2 separate regions of the Rattus norvegicus genome follow, and region 1 is linked to region 2. Evidence: chromatin contacts called from public Hi-C data. All regions are on one chromosome and are shown on one strand. Each heading gives the region's core, a stretch centred on a gene start, on an enhancer-like site or on the middle of the called end of the contact. The rest is flanking DNA. Distances are from core to core; before and after follow the strand shown. Region 1 overlaps Notch2 (notch receptor 2). Region 2 holds the start of Notch2 (notch receptor 2).

Region 1 (3,597 bases), core at 878-3,377, 50 kb before region 2:
CAGTGTGCAGACAGTCCTTTCTTTCTGACCACGTCTCACTTCTCAGAAGACAGCTTGCAACCCAGGAGGCTCCGATCACCTCCTAAGAGTGCAGACCTGGTGAGGTTTAGCTGACATTTCTCTGCTCACGCAAGGGCACCCCCAGTCCCACTGGAAGCTCTGTGGGTCACTTCCTATACCATCTGGAATGTGACCAGGCCTAGCAAAGTTGGTCTACCTTTTTCCTTTCCATTATGGCCATTTTCAGTTCAATTCTGGGCCACACTGCTCTTTTCTCCACCATACACTTAGTGCTTGTCCTTGTTACAATGATTTAAACACAGCAGACTCCAAAGGACGCCACTCTAGGGCACCGGTTCAGCTTTCTAAGCCACTACCTATCATAATATGTCCTGCCAATGACGTAAAGAAAAACATTAGGGAAAGATCATTTCCCCAAGAAACTTTCAGCTCTTCCAATTTCCTAAGGGTCATAATTCGACATCTCTTTTATCTAATCTCTCTTTAAGTTATATACAGTTGCCGTGTCTGACAAGTCTTGTTAACTGAATTCCTTATCACTTGTGTTAACTGTTCCCCTATTGATAGCAGTTCTAATCATCTTTAAAGCCTCAGGTCAGACATCTTGTTGCTGGCTCTATTCCCACCTCCATGCATCAAACCTTAAGGCACCGTAAGGTAATTTCAATCGAGTGGTATAAGCATTTCTAAACTATTCCCAAGAGGCGATAACCAGCCCCTGCTTGCACCAACGTGATGCAGCGGCAGGACGTCACCGTGTTCATTTGTCCTGCTGCTGAGCCTGTACCTCAGAACCAGCTCCCTGCACTGCAGATCTGGTTCACCGTAGGAGCTGGAGCACAGCACTGGCCCTCTCTCTTGTGACACAGACTCAGTATGAGTGCCTGCCCTCACGGGGTCCTCACGTCTTCACAGCACTGAGAACCCCATGCAGCAAACAGTAAATGCTGTATTCACAGTATTGTGACGTAAAATGACTGGCTTGCTGCTTCAACAGTCTTCAGTCTTTCCATTATAAGATACATCTTTCCCTAAAATTCTGTCCCCCCACACACACCCCACAGTAACTAAAAGCCTATGCTCACACTAGCATTCTTCGTTCACAAGTTCATGCCAGCATGATTCATAATAGCTGAAGGTAAAACAGCCCAACTACCCATCCCCTGGTGAGTATTCTATCCACACAATAAAACATTATCTGTCCAGAATAAGGGACGGACTACCTGACACACTAAAACATTATTATGCTAAGTAAAAGACGGTGGAAGGGACAGCCAGAGGTGTGACTCTGTTCTTGGGAAATGAGCTCAGCAGGCAAATGCAGACACAGGCAGATGCTTACTTACTGCCTGGTCCACAGGGCTACGGCCATTACCTATTACAAGTCTGCTGCTAATGACACAAAAGAAGCTACTGCTCATTGCACATGCAATGGGAGAATAGGGTGAAGGCAGGAAAGAGAGAAAGCAGTAGAAAAGGTTTCATCTGAAAGGACTCCTTTAAGGCCCTCCCTGAAACAGCCAGCCAGGCCCTGCCTCTCCCAGGCACAGTAGCCTGGATTCTGGACATGGAACAGGGACAAGAATGGCAGTTCCCACCTATCGTCCATCTGCAATGGCCACAGTGTAGGCTGTCTCCCCAGTAATACAGGGCAGGAGAACTTCCCAAGTGAACAGCCACCCATCGAGAGAAAAGCCAAAAGCAGGGAGCAGCTCTGTCAGCTCCAAAATGGGTGACGTCTGAGGAAGAAACAACCTCTCTTCCAACTAAACACCAGGGCTTGCTCACCCCATTTCCACCAAATGTTCCAGCAGCAGGGTGAGCCCAAATTGTGCCCAGGCCGTGCTGCAACCCTTTTGCTTGTGTTTTTGGGAGTTTTATTTTTATTGTTGGTGAGGATTTGGTCATTAAAAACAACAACAAAGGAAGCCCCACCACACACAGGAGGGAGGGGCAGTCTTCACACAACAGCAATTTCAAAATCGTGAGTTTTCAAAAACTGTGCAGAATGTGGAATGGAGGGAAAATGTCTCCTGTGGGCTGCATCGCAGTGCAGCTGCTCCTCATTAAAGCTCCTCTTGACTCCCTCTGGGCTGGTTTCCAGCAGAAAATTCTTTAACCAGAACTCGGCTTTCAACCCACTTTCGTCTTGCTCTGGGCCTCTCAGCCCTCCGCTCTATGGTGGCGGCCAGCCTCCACTGAGCTCAGGAGGGGGACAACCGGTCATTAAGGTACATGGGGGATGGGGGCTAACGACCCACAAACCAAATGAAACGCTGGACAGTAACAAAGGTCTGTAGTTTAAAGGGCCTCAAATCAGTCTGTTCTTTCCTGTGACCATGATGCCAGCCAGGTTTCCTGCCACCACCACCCACCCCTACCCTGTTCCCATTCCCCGTTAAAGTAGATAAAAGTAATTGCTAACAGATGAAGCTAGCAGTAACCAGTGAAAGTTCCTATTTAACTTTCAATTCCCAAAGCCAGGCTGAAAACATCTAGGTGCCCCAAAGTTTTTAGACTCCAGTCTCAATGCCTCTGCTACACTCAATATCCCAGGCCACTGGGTAACCTCAACGTGTCCCTCAGCCCCACATCTCGCTAGACTATCAACCTCTTAATTCTGTGACCGTGCAAAGGTAACTAACTGGGCTGTGCTCACTGCTGACTTGTTTTGTTGTTATTGTTTGGCTTTTGTTTCGTTTTGTGTTCAGCGTGGACCTACAGCTAACTTCCTGATAATAGAAAATGGAAGCTGCTTTATCATATGCATTGTCCCACAACCCCCCACTACACTCATTCCCTGCTGCTACTTCCAAAGACGAAAGGGAAATAAAGAAAAAAGAGAAGGAAACAGTATATCTTACCCAGTAAGAAGGGGAAGTGCTGGTGTGCACAGTGGAGCCCCAAACAGGCTGTTTGTGGTAAAACATGCTTTCTAGGGCCTTCTTGGTTTGATATAAAGAAACAAAGACCAGTATACAATCAACCCTACACACACACACACACACACACACACACACACACACACACTCTCTCTCTCTCTCTCTCTCCCCCCCACCCGACCCCCACACACAAACACTCACTCACACTCCCCCCCGCCCCCTCATACACACACACCCACACCTCCCAAACACACCCCAACACACACACTCACTCACTCACATCTGACACACAAAGACTGCAAGGCAGGCGTTTTTCTACTATGTAAATCTGCTTCCTGGACAGCACATTTCTGCCTTTCTTGTACAAGTATTTCAGAAAATGTTAATCTTGATTCCCACATTAGCTGAATGCTTCCAAATTAAAAGTTTCCCACAGGAAAACTCCGACAAGGGAGCTGGGAGGCCAGGGTTTGTCTTCTGGAGCCCTACCTCGATTGGCTCACAGGTGTTCAGGTTTCTCCACCCCTCATCTGAATGAAGCAATGAGCACACTGACTCTAACACATCCAGGCTGAAGAGGCTGAAGAGGCAGGGCCTCAGACCCGCTGGTTCACAGCAATTCGACCCTAGGTCGGCGCTGGAATGGGGAGCCGGGCAATAGGAAGACAGGCTTTATTTACACGGGAACTTTGCG
Region 2 (3,946 bases), core at 1,375-3,874:
GTCACCAGGAATGGCAGAGTGGGAACTAGATCAATGCAAATTTTGTGGGCAAAATAAAATTTCTGTGGGTGTGATATTTTTAAAATGTATTGTAAGGTTGCTCTCAAGCATCGAAGCATATCCCACTGCACTTAGACATTCTTTAAAGGTCCTGAAATCAGTGACAGCCTGGGTGAGCCAAGGCTGCCCCTCTGGGCAACACAAATCCACAGAGGAGGAAGAAAAGAGATCCCAACAAAATACCGGTATATATTTTTCAAACACCATAAAATGAGAGATTCTGTAACCAATCGCTCCCTCCTCCCTCCAAGAAAGAAAAACGGGAAATAGTTACAGGGTGAATTTCATCTCACCCTAAAGGAAAAAAGCTTGCTCTTTTGTGATAGGGATTCAACTGACAAAGTGTCTAGGTGACAGTAAAACCAGGGAATCACTCCCACTGCAGAGCAAAGAAAAAACAAAAGTAAGGGGTGGTCCAGAGCCGTTCAGAAGCTCACACAGATGGGTTGACAGCTCCTTGCCTTAGGAATCAGTGATGTTCAAATTAACAACTGGCCACAAGCCAAACATGGGAACACTCAAAAGTTAGGGAGGGAGAGTTATAATTGGTACCTTGGCAAAATACCCCCATAATAGATTAGGAAGCTTCCCTGCTAGACCCTGGGAAGATTTAAGATTTGCAACAGCAACGAACTCTTTAATCTCTTTTATGAGAATAGTTTAGCATCTAAAGAACATCTGTCTAAAACCCAAAATACCTAAATTTGAGCCAGCTGGACTAACACTCAACTTGACCCCCAGGGATAGTAAAGGCCAGCAAGAGCAGAAGCAGGGGCATCAGTTGAATGCACTGGGGTTCAACACGTCAGGAAAGCCCATGGACCAGCCTCATCCTGTTTCTGTTGCCAGTGACTGGTGAGTCTCTTTACGGCCCTAGGTATTAGTCCCCAAAGTACTCAGAAAAAAAAAAAAGTTATGCTTTTAATCCTCTTTCATAAGGGAAAGACACAGATCATGAAGACTAAAGTTATTTACTGTGTAAAACAAGTCACGGGGGAACCAAGCACTGTAATCCTCAGAAAAATCACACTAATTATACACCTCTTTACCCTAAATCTACACTTAGGGCTAACAGCTTCATTCAAAGAAAAAGGGTAAGGCAAAATGCCATCGTTGAGTTTTTAGGAAAAGTCTTGGAAACCGTTCATCCTAAACAGGCTCCTTGGTCCACTTCTGACAACCTGCGGACCCAGCAATGTAAGTCATTTGAACTTTTCAAAAAGTATCTGGTTGATGCTGAACAAGCCAGCACTGTTTGCAGGTGATAAATAATCGAGTCCTCAAAGCATCTGGAATTGGCATGTCCGCTGCTTGCTACAATGAACAAAGCCCGGATTTTTCTGAAACTCATCCTTTCTCTGAAAAAGATGTCGTAGGGGTTTTCTGGTAAAAAGCTAACTGTTCTTGAGTTAAAGGAGGACCCTACCAGTTCATCGAACACTGTGTACAAGTCATACTCCCCACTGGAAGCACAAACTTCACCCAGAAAGACCAAACCGCTGCCCCTGTCCTAAAAGAACTTTTCTCAATATCTTTTAAGCGCTACGGGTTTAATATACATTCTTTTAATTAATCCTATTAGCTGGGTAATTTCATCCCCATTTTATTGGTGAGTTAATACAGCAGATTTGAATCCAGGATTACAGAGCTGGGCTCCAAAGTTCTTTCCATACAACATTCCAAAGAAACGTAAGATCTAAAGATGTGGGTGGAATGGGCAAAGTATGATTCGATTTCCTTTCCTGGCTCCCACCGTGTTAGAGAGGGGGCAAGGAATATCCCACCATAACGAGCCTTTCTAAGCAAGCGCTACGAATCAACCACTGTCTCCACTTTTCCTCGCCTGCCCCCGCCCCTGCCCCACCCCCAACGGTGCCAAAAGAGCAGCAAGCTGCTGCCAGGTCGGAGGAGTTGGGGATCGTCACACCACATTCCTGGGGCTGGACGCACACTGGAACCGCAGCCGAGCTCCGCGCCTCGGAAAGAATAACAGCAGTTGAGATTTTCAATCATGTGGCTCAGCACGCTGCCACACCAGTTCCCCCACTGCTGCCTCCACCTCTCCAAGACCTAAGCCCCACGCCCAACTCCTCCTCCGGACAGACCGACCGATCCGGGTGTCAAAAGTTGGGAACGCCGCAAGCCCCCGCCGCCCTCCCAATCATACTCGCACCTCGGCCCGCGAGCTGCTCGCCCGAGACCCCGCTAACGCGGAACCCGAGACGCTACGCGTTGCCAAGACTCGAGGCCCGGACCAGGCAGTTTGGAAGGCGCAGCCCCCGGAGCGCGCAGTGGCAGAGGGATGGTCTCCCGGGCGCCTGGTACTCACCGTGCGCGGGGCCCGCGCCGCACAGCCAGAGCCACAGCAGCGCCCGCAGCGCGGCGGGACGCAGAGCGGGCATCTTCACTGCCGCAGCCAAAGCAGATCCGCATGGGGAGCGGGTCCCGACCAGGAGCCCCGCTCTCGCGTGCTCTACCCTGCCCCCGCGGCTCGCCGAGTCCAGGAGCTGCCGCTACGCCGCCCCGGCACTCCGCGCAGCCAGGCCGCCGCCCGAAGTTTGGCTGAAAGTTTCTGGCTGAGCCGCGCGGCAGAGTGGCCCGCGTGTCCTTCCGCCTCGGCCTCCTCCCACCGCGAGGCTCCGCCCCCGTCGCCGCCGCGTGCCCAGGGGTTTCCCGCAGAAAGAAGCGCCGGTCCGCTGCGCGCGGAGGGATCTGAGCGAACAGCACTTGGTACTCGGCCCGCCCGGCCGCCTGGCCCGCCCGTGAGCTCCGATAAGGGGTTGGCTGAAGCGACCAACATCAAACGCGAGGGTTTGCGCGGATCCTGAACTTGTAAAGAGAGGCAGACCTCATGCCCCACACACCCACACACTCCTTGGCTGATTAGAGAAATGAGGGAGAGCAGACACGGGGCTGTCAACGGAAAGTAGGCGCCAAAGTCCTCTTAAGGGGACATTCCTTGAGATGCTCTGGGCATTTCGTTCATTCATCTATTCATCCATCCATCTTTGGTTCTTTTAGTGAACTTCCTGTAGCAAGATGCTTGGGACCCTGGGATCATCCACTCTAGGGTCTAGGATAATTTAGGGGAGGCTTTCAAAAGACAGGTATCCTGACAACAGAAGCCTGAAACTCTAGTCAAAGTGTAGAAAATGGTAAGAACCAGAATACTCTTTGTAACCTATTAATAGCTGCGAGTTAAGAGTGACCTAAATGCCCCACCCTTGGGGGCTAGGTGAATAATTCGTAATTATAAGTGAGGTGCAATACGACTGAAAATATCACCTTCATATACGTCAACCGTAAAACCAAAATGATGATGAAAACACAAATTGCAGAGCAAGACTCTAAGAATACCATTCACATATCTTATGGTTGTTTGTGTACATCGTTTTTAAATGACAGATAAAGCTATAACCCTAACTAGTTCTTTCCAACGTGAGTGTGGACTGTGATCTAGCCTGGGTATAGATGAGTTTGTAGAGTATATGAAACTGGCCACTACAAGGAATTGCATGAACCACACAGGACTATCTATTTCTGTCTTAACTACACTGCGAAATCTTTACCGCCAAAGACCATGGTCGTCACCATCAGTGCCTATCACATAGTAGATGGTGACCTAGAATGCAGAATACAAGTGAATATGGGTGTGAACATTAAAACTGCATTTTGAGAAGTGCTTTAGGATCTGGGGAAATGGCTCAGAGGGTAAGAGGGCTTGCTGTGCAAGCACAAGGACCTGAGTTCAAATCCCCAACACTCACATTAAAAGCCAGGTTTGACTATGCACATGCCTGAAACAATTGTATGGGATGGAGTTAAATGAATCTCTGGGACTAACTAGCTGGTAGCCCAATTTCAGGTTCCATAAGAGAGACACACA

Evidence for each region. Hi-C and Micro-C count contacts between places; a contact is called where the count stands out from the background.
Region 1: a contact with region 2 is called in a Hi-C map of the A7r5 cell line, with 1.5 times the contacts expected there. The contact joins the enhancer-like site here to the promoter of Notch2 in region 2. A contact is called at or near these places in 3 of 12 Hi-C or Micro-C datasets (the A7r5 cell line, kidney and liver).

What each region holds. Positions count from the first base shown.
Region 1 is chr2:188,347,686-188,351,282 of GRCr8, reverse strand. The region is part of intron 2 of Notch2 (notch receptor 2); the gene reads right to left. Among named protein-coding and RNA genes, the nearest start is that of Notch2, 50 kb to the right of the region's middle. Within about 2 kb of position 2,127, at least 42 of the 93 cell types and tissues checked have an H3K27ac peak or open chromatin away from gene starts, as enhancers often do. A contact at or near this core is called in the A7r5 cell line, where this site is marked.
Region 2 is chr2:188,298,014-188,301,959 of GRCr8, reverse strand. It overlaps Notch2 (notch receptor 2), which reads right to left and starts at 2,624. Exons shown (of 34, transcript NM_024358.2): 1 at 2,390-2,624. The coding sequence starts at 2,462.